2 separate regions of the Danio rerio genome follow, and region 2 is linked to region 1. The links are chromatin contacts, called in public Micro-C maps. All regions are on one chromosome and are shown on one strand. The core of a region is the stretch at or near the end of the contact, and the rest is flanking DNA. Distances in the headings are between cores, read along the strand shown.

Region 1 (6,565 bases), core at 1,751-4,250:
ACCAAAACATTTATCAGAACTAATTTCAGATAAATAGATTTCTCTATTTATTGACTTCCCAACTTTATTGCTATAGTACAAACGTTTTGTAAACTCTGTATTCAAGCAGTTGGAAAGTCTTCTTAAATGAGTTCAAGGGTGAAGAGCCCAACTAAATCAGCCCCTCACTCCACTACGGTGACACAAAAAACACCTTAATTTCTGTTGGATCTCAATGAGAATAGTATGGAAGTCAAATCAGTCAGTAATAAGTGTGTCTGCTGTTGTTTGTGGAGTTGTTTAATGATCCTCTGCTGAGACTGAAGCTGTTTTATTTTATTTGATTTTATTTAATGCTGTAACTTAAGTCACTGTTTGTATTTCTTGTTTATTTTCTTCAGTAATTGTAATTATTAACAGCAGGTGTTCATCAGTGTCTGAATTCACTCATTAGTGTTCATTAAAACTGTCAGGTGAACTATATTAGTTAACTAGTGTATGAAATAGTGAACAAGGACACAAAGTGTGATTTCAAACACAGATTTCAAAACATCGAATCTGAACTCTGTTAGCTCACAGTTTTCTGCAGTTGGTTACTTTTTCGAAAACAAAAATGTTACCCAGAAAGCACTGTTTTTAACAGAATATTACTGTTTTAGTGAAAAAACATTATTTTACCGTAGAATCTGATCGTTTTTTAACAGCAATTTTTTACAGTGTAATGTCCAATTAACAGACTTTGCAACATATAAACGTTGCATAAACTTTAATTAAAGTTTAGAATTTCTTCAAATGTTGTTTAAATGAAACTCTATGCACCCAGGCTAAATATAGCAATTCTACATAGACAAGAACACCAACACACATGCAAATATGTAATGATTTCAGAGGGCAAAACATAACAATTATATCTGTTTGATTTGCACAAGATAGAGTTTTTGAAAGTTTTTGTTTGTTAAATCTCCAGCCAGAAGGAAGTAGTTTAAATTTAGTACACAATGAATGGGTGTAATCAGAAAGGACTAACTGGCCTTTCTTAGTCACCTTATATTTTCAGAAGTTTATGCTCAGCCCCCACTGTCTGTACATTTTAATTATACTGTTCAATACAAATATTAGAAAACAATATAAACAAGTATGAAACATATTTTCACAACAGCAACTTCCACATGAAAAGTTTCCTTAAAAGAAAAGAAAACTTAGCTTTTGGTTTGTCTCCAACAACAACATGTGAGAAAATGAAAGTGTCTGCTTTCTGAATTGACTACAAATGTGCACTCAGACTGCTTCAGACAACATCTAAATCATAGGTTAAATAATTTATTGATAAACCCCTACCCCCTTACAAAAACCTCAAACCTGAAATAAAATACACAAAATATATAATTTTAATTGGACTCCACTTGATTTTTAAAGTTTGACTGTACACCAGAGATTTCTATTCAGATTTCTAGAGCATTTGATAAAATTGTGCTTAACTCTATAGAACAGATATTGATTTAGCTTTGTATATACTTTGCAATAGAACGTCAAAAACCCTTTAGATCAAATTATTGTAAATGAGCGCCATCTAGTGTGTAAAGTATGTCAGCTAACTATTAAACTGACTAAATAGCTCACAGTACATAGATTTTACATCCTTTGAACTTAATGTGCACAATGTTGGCAGATTTATTTGATGTATGTTTTTTATGTAATACCTCATTTTACTTTTTTTTTAATGTTTAAAAAGATTTTGCAATATTTTCATATTTTATTTGTGAATCCAAATAACTTAATGTGTATTGTGCATGCTATTGATGTTAAACGCGTATGTGGGGGTTTCATTTGCCCTCCTATAATAGACTTGTTTTTTCAGTGCTGTGGAGATCTATAATCTGAGATGTTTTTGAGGTTTGCTATTGAGATTTTACAACAGCAATCAACTGCAGGGCACAAGCTATTTATAAACCACATACCAAAATATGGTGTAATGTGTAATACACACAGAAAATCTACGACATGCAATGTTTGCAAAACTTGAAAAAAACCTTGCAAAAAGCAATTACATATAAAGAGAATTATTACTATAACTCATTTATAATCACTGATCTATTTTATCTTTGCCATGATGACATTAAATAATATTTGACTAGATTATTCTTAAGATTATACAGCTTCAATGAAATTTAAAGGCTTAACTAGGTTTATTAGGTTATCTAGACAGGATAGGGTAATTAGGCAAGTCATTGTATAAGGATGGTTTGTTCTATCGAAAAAAAAAAAATATATATATATATAGCTTAAAGGGGCAAATAATTGTTTCCTTAAAATGGCTTTTAAAAAACTAAAAACTCTTTTTATTCTAGCGGATAACATCTACAAAAATTAATTTTATTTATATTTAATCAAATTTTTGTATGAATTATTTTAGTTATAAATTATTAATATAGTTTTTTTATATTATTTTAACCCCAGGTTATTTATTTGTTTGCTTATTTGCCTTGTTTTTTTATTTTTCTATAAGTGTTTTTTATCTAGGCCTGTAATGTGTGTTTTAATGTATAGGTTATTAATAATTGTAAATATAAAAACTGTAAGTCAAATATCATTCATTCATTTTCCTGTCGGCTGAGACCCTTTATTAATCCGGGGTCGCCACAGCGGAATTAACCGCCAACTTATCCCGCACGTTTTTACGCAGCAGACGCCCTTCCAGCCGCAACCCATCTCTGGGAAACATCCACACACACTCATACACTATGGAAAATTTAGCTTACCCAATTCACCTGTACATGTCTTTGGTCTGTAAGGGAAACCAGAGCACCCGGAGTAAACTCATGCGACTTCATGGTCAGTCATTTTAATTTCTCTACACTCGTCGGTGTCTAATGAAATGTTTGGAGCATATGTTTGGACATGCTTTGCTTTCTGAGGTCTCAAGGGTTAAGAGTGCGCCGTTGAAATCTTGTCCAGCGCGCTCTTTTCTCATTGGCCGATAGGCGGAGTTTGGATGTCCAATGAGAGCAGGTTTATAAGTTAAAGACACTGCAGCGATGCGTTGAGCAGGACGCGCTTTAGTGCTGCGCTACAAACTTCACTTTAAATGCCTGTATGTTATGACGTAAACATTAAAGTCAGTTGTAATCACAGCGGTACAGTGAGGCGAGATCTTTCCGGCGCTCAGCTGGAGCTCAGATCAGCTGTCCTTCAGCATGTGATTAGTTTTAGACAATTAACTTGATGTTTCAGGGCAATGGAGAGTGAGCAGTCAAAAACATTTGGAGGCGGCGGAGAAGATTCATCAGGCTCCGACACGCTGTCAGAAGGCGAGACGCGAGCAGACCACTATGAGTCCGAATTACGCTTTGAGGAATTTACTCACTCCTCAGATTTTGTAGGTCTTGACGAAAAAATGAAAGGAACTGATTCTGATGAATGCAGCGCCGAGATAAAAGCGATAAATCAGGGTGGTCACGATGAAGGAGAAAATGACGGGGACGAGGACGAAATGGTAAAGTATCTTTTGATTATAATATCACTAAACACTACAGAGGGATTCAGTTGCTGTATGTTTGATCTTCACTGTGACTGCAGGTGTGTTGTTTGAGCTATTGTTATTATTCACACGCTGAATTATGATTGGTGCTCTATTCACCTGTTTTAACATAACTGTTTGACAAATATACAAAGATAAATACACATGCATGACTGACAGATAGTCATATCAGAGTTTACTTATTAGACCTTTTATCTAAATAACGTTATCTGTTTATTTAATTAGATGTGGATTTACAACTCTGAAGTTATCCAAGAGTTTATGAGTTAAAAATGAGCAAACTGACACTTTATTGCTTGATTATTTACACCAGGCTATCCAATGCGAAGATGGTTTGATTTATAGAATTAATTTCGTGGTTGCATGAATCAATCTAATATCATGCATACCCTTAAAATCAACATCAACACAAACTAGTTTACTATCTGGTTTTATTGTGAATGATGAACTGTAAATTATTTTGGTATAGATATAAGAATGGTAGTTATACAATATTAAAAATTGATTTGCAGCTGGATAGACGTTCTTGGCTTGCTATCCATCCATTGATTTTTCATAGAGGTAAAGTTGGCTTTATATTTGTACTTTCAGATTTCTCCTTAAAAAAATATAATTTAATTCGAGTGTTCTTTACAAATTCTAAAGGGGGAAATCATATTAGCAGCCAATAGCGATCAAAGTACAACATTGATCACAGTCAGTTTAATAGTGCTAATGTTGTTTTGAAGTCATACTTGCATGCAATTTCAGCCTGAATATTCAAAGTACAATATAAGCACTGTGTCACATGTTGTCACTGTTCAAAAATTAACAAATGTGCAAATATAAAAACAACTTTACCTCTTTTCACAACCAATTCTGTAACCTCCTTTCTTGTTGTTTATCTTTTTTCATGCTGAAATATTCCCCAAAGTGGGTTGTGAATTTAATGTTAAGCTTATATTGTTTGTGTCTGCAATATTGCACATCTCATTGACACTTTAGGGGAGTTTCTAACATTTGGCTTTTTCCCTCAGCTGTCATTCGTAGGTCCATGTGTGATGTTTTTCTTTTGCTGATTAATTTGTTTTCAGTTTCATTCAGTTGAACATGTAGTATTTGGTTTGCAAATAGCATAAAAGATCCCTTTGCCTGTTTCAAATAATAGATTCTTAAATTAAAATAGAGATTCTGTGACCTTTGTTTGCCTAGTCTGACTTGAAAAGTAGGTTAGCTTTTGTCATGTACTTCTAGACTGGTTTGTCCAGCGTTTCTAATATGCTAATCTTTTTCACCGGGAGTGACATCTAATTGGCTTGCCTGAGGATTACTTGGCTTTGTCACACCAATGAGATACCCGAGATGGTTGTCATTCACAAAGCCATGTCATCACATGTTTACTTACCGTCAGGTCAGGTAGTAAGGATGAGTCATTTGAGAAACACAGACTGATCAACCTTTTTGCCAGTGTTATTAGTGTTAAAGTGCTGAAGAATGACTTCTGAAAAACAGTGCAGCTTATCTTCCCACACTTCTGTTTACATGAAGAGATTCCAACTGCTGCATATTTATACAACCTTCTTCTTGTGAGAAAACATTAGAGCCTGATCTGCATATACTAATGTGGTAGCCAGCAGCACTTCGTGCATCGAAGTAGATGGGTTAAGCATAATTTGTTTTTGCAAAGTAGAATTATATATATATTTGGTAAAGGATACTGCAAGCCATAGTTTTATATATTCGCTGATTAATCAAACAAAAAACATGGTGCAGTAGGTGATCGTCTTAAGGAATTTTTTTGTTGTGCTGGTTGAAAGTCTCTTCATATTCCAATAGTAATGAATAAAGTAAATGATTATATTGTATTTTTTCGTATTTCCATATTCTGGGTAAGGCAAAAGACTAAAAAATGTTCATCCAATTAAAATTGGTCAGGCTGACAGCTCCGATAAATTCGATAAGTGGCCCAAACTGTCTGTCAACAAATATAGATCTGCACAGCTATTCATGCTGATCTGCCATTTGCACGTGCACGCACGTTCATGTGCACGAGAGAAAGAGAGTGACTGGTAAAAACAAAATGCTCAATCCAAACTTTAAAATCCTGAATCAATTTTGGAGTTGCTTTTGTACGCTGGAGGAAAGACGACACCATGGCTGAAGTATTTCTTTTAGACAGGAAATGTTATGTTTTAAAACTCTTTTAGTCATGCGAAGCTTATGCAAAAATTAAAAAAAGAAATGCTATATAAATAGTATAAAGGGACTTATGTAGATTTTGTTGTTTTGCGAATGGGTTATATGCACGGAAGTGTTGTTCAACCACTGAAATCCTCCGGCGAAAGATTGTGGCTATTTTTAATTGTATTTAACAACAAAACATAAGTAAATAGTGCTATTCCGCCTAGCCTGCTTTACTGAGGTGAAGTTGCTTTTATATTTACATTGGTTCAGTTTTAAACAATGACAACCTGTAACATGGTCCCTATATTGTTTATCGTGCTACTCTGAATAGTCTGTCTGAAATAGCATGCAAGTATGGCTTAGATATAAGTGTAATTCCTGCACCCCACTGGCCAAGCACTAAGCATACAGTAGCCGCTATAGGACAAAGTGCATGAGAGAGTGTGAGGTAGTGAGACCAGTAATCCTCGCATACATGAAATATCGCATATTATGACAAATTTTGCTTGCTGCACATTGTACACAACTGAAAATGTGTGTACAAAAAAAAAAACAAAAAAACAATGGGAACATTGGGAATTGTAGTATTATAAAGTACTATAAAGTGTTTTAACTAATGACATGATCTAGTGAGTTGTCTGTTATCATCTTTAAGGTGCATGTTCATGTTTCAGGAGGCGTGGCTTTGGATGGTAGGGGAGGGACTGTGTTTGAAAGATATTATGCTAACCAGCTAGTATTTTGGCAGATCACCTACTGGACCTTTAAGTCAGTTCTAACAAAAACATTGAACTTTAACATTTCATGTAAAGTGCTTGGAGTAACATTTAGAGCATAGGTCTCAAACTTAATTCCCGCAGGGCCGTAGCTCTGCACAGTTTTGCT
Region 2 (6,702 bases), core at 396-2,895, 530 kb before region 1:
TATTAATGATCCTCGATGTTGATGGTATTTTGGGATTTTTTATTAACATGGTAGCTACATTTGAGGATTAAATTGTTGAATTAAACCAGAATACAAACTCAATCAAGTTAATATAATAGTAGAATCGGCCTAGCATGGTATTAAAATATGTATAGAGAAATAAATATTGAAATACGTGCAATAAAATATTTGAATAATAGTGATTTCAGTGAGCTCTAACAGACGAAATAGAGCAAAATTTTAAATATCACTCAATATGATTAAGGACTAGTCTTCAGAGAGAAGCAGACGCACGTAATTTGACATTCCTTTATCAACCCGTCACCATATGAACACGTTAATGAAGGTTAGCGTGAAAAAGCCATGATTTCACTACAGCGCGCACATGCCTGGAGTGAGTCCGGTGAGCCGTTGTCGTGGAAACGGAGTGACATATTTGCGTAGGCGCCGATGCCTATTGCTCTGCGGACACGTTAGGCTAACCTACTCCCTGACTAGCATACTCATGCAATAATACACGAGTAAAACTTAATTCCATAATGAAATAACAGCTGTTTATTAGCGCATCCTTTACGGCAGGCCTAAAAGCACCCCCCACCCCCCTCAAGCCCCAAACCATTTGACGGTCTCTCAAGTCGGCTAGTCTGTCAGTGCTGCTGCCTAATGCAGACACTGAAGCAGATCAGATCAGCACTGATAAAGCTCCATTAAGCGGACGCTAAATCTACACCGATCTGCATCTAATTTCGTTATGCGGTCAGTTTATAAATTTTAGTGTAAGTCGATAGGGTCTATTTTTCCGCTCCCCCTGTTCTGGTACAGAAAGTCAGCCGAGGTGAGTCAGCAGCAGCCGCAATAAATTATTCTTCAAATGACCATCATTATAAAAAGACCCTTTGGATATGCAATCAAGTCAACTTCTTGCTTATTTACCGTCGCCCCCACCCCTTACAACCGCTATCATCCTCTTTCGCGCACAGACACGACACATGATGTCTGTTGCTTGTCATGCTGGTCTTGTTTGATATGAGGAGCTTATATGCAATTGTACGGCCAAAAAATGACTACAAACTCCAGAAATATCCACATCGGTGGCTTGTTGTGGATGTCATAGAATAGCAGTGCACTAACTTATTTTGGCCCTCGACGGATTGAGGAATCTACCCACACACTCCTCGCGCGCACACGCTCACAAACACACACACACACACGCGCGCATGTTTTTTCACGCATCCGTGAAGCTGGAGCAGGTCTCCCGGTGTATTTCTCACTAAAGCGCTCCACTTACATATCCGTGATGTTCTCCATGTCAGACTCCGGCATCAAGACAGGGAAATCCTCGATCCCTGGTTCTTGATCGATACACGAGATCCTTGAGGCATTGCAAAAGCACGACACAGGACAAGCCGAGCTGATCCTCAGCAGCCCGAATAAAAACCCACACAACCCCCAGCAAGCCATTCCACGAACCCCTGCGGTCATAGCAGGTCTAGCGCGGTGCGTTCGGCGTTGTGTAGTGTCTTGTAGTATTTTCAGCAATTCCGAGATGAGACGCCGCTGCTGTGGGATGCGCAAAGACGTTGTGCGCGACGCCAGACTGTCATGGAGTGGCCTTATCTGGTCTCCGCGAAAAGGTGATACCGCGACGGGGAAATGTCCGCGTGGTGATACGGTGCGCTGTCCAGGATTTGCTTGTTCCAGACGCGGTGGCAAACCGTGTGGCCGCAGGCTGTGTGTGTCTACGGGCTGCGGTGGTGACGCTGACGTCTCACATCCAGCGCTGGGGAAGAAAACAAGCGAGACAGTGTGCGTGTGCGCGCGCGTGTGAAGAGGCAGCAGCGCGTACCTGCAAGCGCCTATTGATTACCGACCGCATCTCCCTCAGCCATCGCTGTAATTACATGTGGAGGGGAACGTTAAAGATGCTCTCAGCAATGCCAAATCGGCGACAATCGATCACCTGTGTTGTCATGGGGCCGATTTTTTTTTTATTGTTGTTGGAGATTTGTGTTTATGACAGAGATGGAGGGGTTTGGAATTGTCTGGAGAAGGCAGTTTTTTTTATTCAATTTACTTAATATTTCATTACCTATTATTATGTTTATTACAATCTCAGCTGGCTGTGTTGCATTTCCATCTTGCTCTTTTCAACAACACCACAACTTCATGAATAGCCATTACTGGAGTGTGACGTGCTATTTGACGCACAAGATGGGCTGCATCTAAAAAAAAACTAATTCTAAACAAAATGCAAGGATTTTTTTCAGTCTAGCATTCCAGTCACAGTGTAATGGAGACGAAATGACATGAACAATATGTAGATAAAATTGATCAAACTACGCTTTTAAATTTAACAATTGACTGCAATGCTGGTATTCCTGGTAAGTCCCTAGCCTATTTAGAGCAAAGAGTTCCATCTATATAAAGCTTTTATGTTTATTTCAAATGCTTACACAGAGGGGCATTAATTTATGGAATTACTACAACACAAGCCAAAATGAGCCGAACTGTTATATTTCAACCAGGAGAGGGCGACATATGCATTCGATTATGCAACATATTTCACAGATTTAACTACTTGATGTTGCCTCTTAACACAAAAGATGAAGTTCCCATCAGATTTTAATCGCAAAAGATGCAGTAGTATTAAATAACGATAATTAAAACGATGTTGTTGTCTAACAACGTAACGTTAATGCAGATTGACAGTTTTTTTTTACATAAACGTTACATTAGACCTAACGCAACCAACCCTGTCAGATGTAAAAGACCGACGTGAGAAGTCCTGTATCAGTTGTTAATCGTTAACTTCAAATAGTGATAAAACCGTCTCTTAATTTATTGCAGATGACTATGCGGTGACAAGCTGTTAACTCAGGATAACGAGACAAGAGCGCTTCTCAGTTGCTATGACGATAACCTATAATGTAAGCGAACGCTTTAGGGGCGGGCTAACATTGAATAACTGACAGTCCCTTAGCCCAATTAGATTCTTAGAATTTATATCGACAATCTTTTAAACCAATAGAGCTGCGCGTTTGCGGTAGGAGTAGCCAATCGCGTAGGTAAGAAATGCACCGAACCCTACAATGAAATCAAGACAGAAGGCGTAGAATTTTCGGGTGAAAATTGGTGTGACGGAAGGGCTGCCTGCAGGTTAGTAATATATTTTGATTCTTGTTACTACAAAGACACTTTCGTTTGCAATATTAAAGTTATATCATGTAGTATTAAATCACAGAAATGTCGATCGTTAGTTACACCAGATTAAATGCGTTACCGTGGTGTAAATTAGCCAGCTAGTACTTAGCTAGTGCTAAGCACTTCTCAAAATGGAGAGTTTCCTGCTGATCAGACGCAACAGTCAATGACAACCACTTTCCCTACTGTCTTGCCAAAGTACAGTGCTGTATACGAAAACAATCGGTTTACAAATAAATAAATAAAAGTTATTTGAACCAACCGAATTCTGTGGTGTGATTTTACTCGCAATAAGAATGAAGTTGGCAAAACAAGCCATTTTGTGCACACATATCGCAACCGCAAAAAAAAAAAAACGTTTAGGTATATTGTACAAAAGATTGTTCAGTTATAGTGCACAATCTTTGCATGTGTTCCTCTTGTAAAGTTCCGTAAATATAGCAATTTTGTTCATAAGTGAACGCTAATGCCGTAATGGTTACGTTAACTGTAACTGTATGGCTAGCAGGCTAAATGCTACTTGCGCACCATTTTGTAGCATTGGGCCTTGACACAGCCCTAAATCAGTCCTTATACTATAAACCCGTGTAAGTGTTACTTAACGAGACGTCGTTTTTAGTAATTAAAATAAGCATATTCGAGGTTTAATGTTAAAAAGGGACTTGATGACCAAACGACGCGTTTAATATTAAATTCATATTGTTGTTGCGTTTTTTAGTATTTAGTATTTTCTTTATAAATAATCGCACGCGTAGCATTTCAATATTGTATTTTATTCAGACAAGAACGCTCATGTTCGCGAAAAATTACTAAGATATTTTATCAAATATTTTCGACATAACGTTTCACTGTGAAAAGTACTATGAAACTACCGCCGGAAAATAGTCGAACTCTGCATCATAGCATTGTCATCATTGCATCGTGGTATTGGCACAGTCTTGCTGAGAAATGACATGCTTCGGAACTGAACAGGATAAAAATGTAGATCCATGAGATTTAGTTTAAAACCGGAAATAACTCGGTTGTAAAAAGTTGTTTCTGTGGTTTCAATTGTATGACCATCATGTCTTGAGAAATAATATTAATAGTTATAATTATTCATGAAATAACTATGTAATCATTTATAGCTAGAGTGACAAAATATCCGTGGTTGGCAAAGGAGAAAAAAACATCTTATATTGCTTGTTGTTGCTGTCAAAAGCACAAATTCTCACTTGTTAATATTAGTATTTTAGTATTTAATGCTAGAAGGCTACACATTATTTAATTGTAATATGAAATATGATATATGATGTTTTTGTTTTTCATTGATATCTCAAATGATTATATTGACTTTTTAATTACTTTTTAACATATAATATTAATTTATTTTCATATTACACAGTCCTGATAACAGTGTTTCACTGCTACCTGATTAAACCAGTTGTAAATTATCTGGTCATTAGAGGTTTTGAGAAATATATAAGGCCTTGTTTGATGTAAGCTTAGAGTCATTTAAAAAAGCAGCAGACTTTTGGATTTTGGGCAACAGGAAACTATTATTAAATTAGTCCTTTTACATTATTTGAATCAATAACATAATGTCATTTACTTTAAGACCCAGAAAAATGTAGCCTAATTATTATTTTAAGGATGTTTTTGAAAATTTAATCTGTTTTAACTCCTGAGAGTTTGTCTCTTAGAGTTACTCGTCGAGGACAGCCTATTCCAGTTTCACGGCTGGCTGAAGACAATGGAGACAGAAATTGAGCAGCAGGACGAAGATACCACTTTCAGTAACACTGACACTAACGGTAATGCATCAGAATAGAGTGCAATAGTGCCCATGCATAATTTTCTGTAGTCTTTGTTTTAGATGTATTTATCATGTAATCATTTTATTAAAAGTCTCTATTAAAGAATCATGAGTCACACCGATCAATTTTTGGCATTAGGAGTGGGCAGCAAAATTGACAAGGTTTGCTTTTCATAACTTTGGTGAAATTTTCTTTTAAAAATTTTTTTCTAACACATTAAAAATGTTTCTAATTGATTGACACAGATATTTTGAGAAATCAATGAAAACAATGCTTGCCTGAAACTTTAAAATGGAGACCATCATTTGTACAAACCAACTATAAATGTGTGGGACTACCACTGTATTACCTCCTTACACTTCATCTCACCTGGGCAGACCATAAATACTCAAGTGTTACACTGAGGGGAGTGTTTGCACCAATAGATTAGTATTGCAATCGTTGCCATTGATTGGCTTGCTCTTGCTCTCACCTTTTGTGCACTCTTGCTTGTTCAACCATGAGAAGTGGGAATAGGGAAGTATGATTTTTGGATAAAAAAATACGCTGTCATGCGTGCAAATAGATTTTTAGCATTTGGCCTAGTGGCTTATGCTTAATGTCTTCTGTAGCAAATCCACTGATGAAGTGGATTTGCTGTTAAAAGACATGTTAAAAGTTTAAGGCAATTTGTCCCTGGAACATCAGCACCAAGAAAGCATAACCCAAGCTGTATCAAACAAGAAGTCTGTGCAGCATGTGTTTCTGTTATTTCTCACTATGTGTATTTGTTTATTGTTTATTTGTTTTAATTACACTTATATAAATAATTAATTTAACATAATTTATTTGTAATTTCATTAAATAGTTTTTTTTGTATTTATTGTTTTGAAATAAATATTTATTATTTTATTTGTATTCGTTTTTATAAATTTTTATTTGTTTTATTTTTTTAAATATGCATTTACTATTTAATATATATATATATATATATATATATATATATATATATATATATATATATATATATATATATATATATATATATATAGAGAGAGAGAGAGAGAGAGAGAGAGAGAGAGAGAGAGAGAGAGAGAGAGAGAGAGACAGAGACACATCTTAATTAACCTTTAAAGTATATTATTTAAATTTTATTTATGCTGTCTTCATCCTTGCTGCTGTTTTTTTGCCATTTCAGTTTTGTAAAAATAATCAGCTTATGCTGTAGTTAAAAGGTAACATAATTAATAAGGTGAGTCCAAGAGTTTTGTTTATTTAATTGTAAATTTCTGTTTATTTACAATTTTTAAAAAATTCTATAATATGTAAACAAAATTTATTTCTACTACTTTTATTTTTATAATGTAGAGTTCTATAGGAGGCACTTTCGCAGGCTTAATCATGTTTCCGACTTTTGAACGGACATTTGTAGTGGGATTCTTGGCCATCTTTTAAATTTAGTTGAAATTGATTTTGGACTTGTTTTGTATCAACCAACATTAAGAAATGTGTCATATTTAAAGAAACATTTATAGAGATTTCTATGTGTTCTCAAATTTTGTGAGAAAATCAGCTGCTGTTTTCTGGTTGTTTTGAATTTCTTGGTTGCACTTTCTCAGAATGATCAGTTTAAAGAGCACCATCTTAATTGTTGTTAAGGCTCATGTGCCAAATTTGCACTCCCTCAGGCAAGCGCCCTGCTGAGGACATGGATGAGGAACAGGCA

What was found. A called contact is a pair of places that touch in the nucleus more often than the background predicts.
Region 2: a Micro-C map of caudal fin shows a contact between it and region 1, with 5 times the contacts expected there. The contact joins the promoter of ntrk2b here to the promoter of mast4 in region 1. A contact is called at or near these places in 2 of 18 Hi-C or Micro-C datasets (caudal fin and hematopoietic stem cells) and 1 of 4 datasets of contacts at active chromatin or transcription factors (embryo).

What each region holds. Positions count from the first base shown.
Region 1 is chr5:60,424,832-60,431,396 of GRCz12tu, reverse strand. It overlaps mast4 (microtubule associated serine/threonine kinase family member 4), which reads left to right and starts at 3,000. Exons shown (of 29, transcript XM_073951462.1): 1 at 3,000-3,472. The coding sequence starts at 3,215. The region is part of intron 1 of LOC100535993 (leukemia inhibitory factor receptor); the gene reads right to left.
Region 2 is chr5:60,950,979-60,957,680 of GRCz12tu, reverse strand. ntrk2b (neurotrophic tyrosine kinase, receptor, type 2b) reads right to left here and starts at 1,645. Exons shown (of 18, transcript NM_001197161.2): 1 at 1,289-1,645. The coding sequence starts at 1,482. The region is part of intron 1 of LOC141385623; the gene reads right to left. It overlaps hnrpkl (heterogeneous nuclear ribonucleoprotein K, like), which reads left to right and starts at 3,095. Exons shown (of 16, transcript NM_212991.3): 1 at 3,095-3,156; 2 at 4,884-4,994; 3 at 6,665-6,702. The coding sequence starts at 4,934.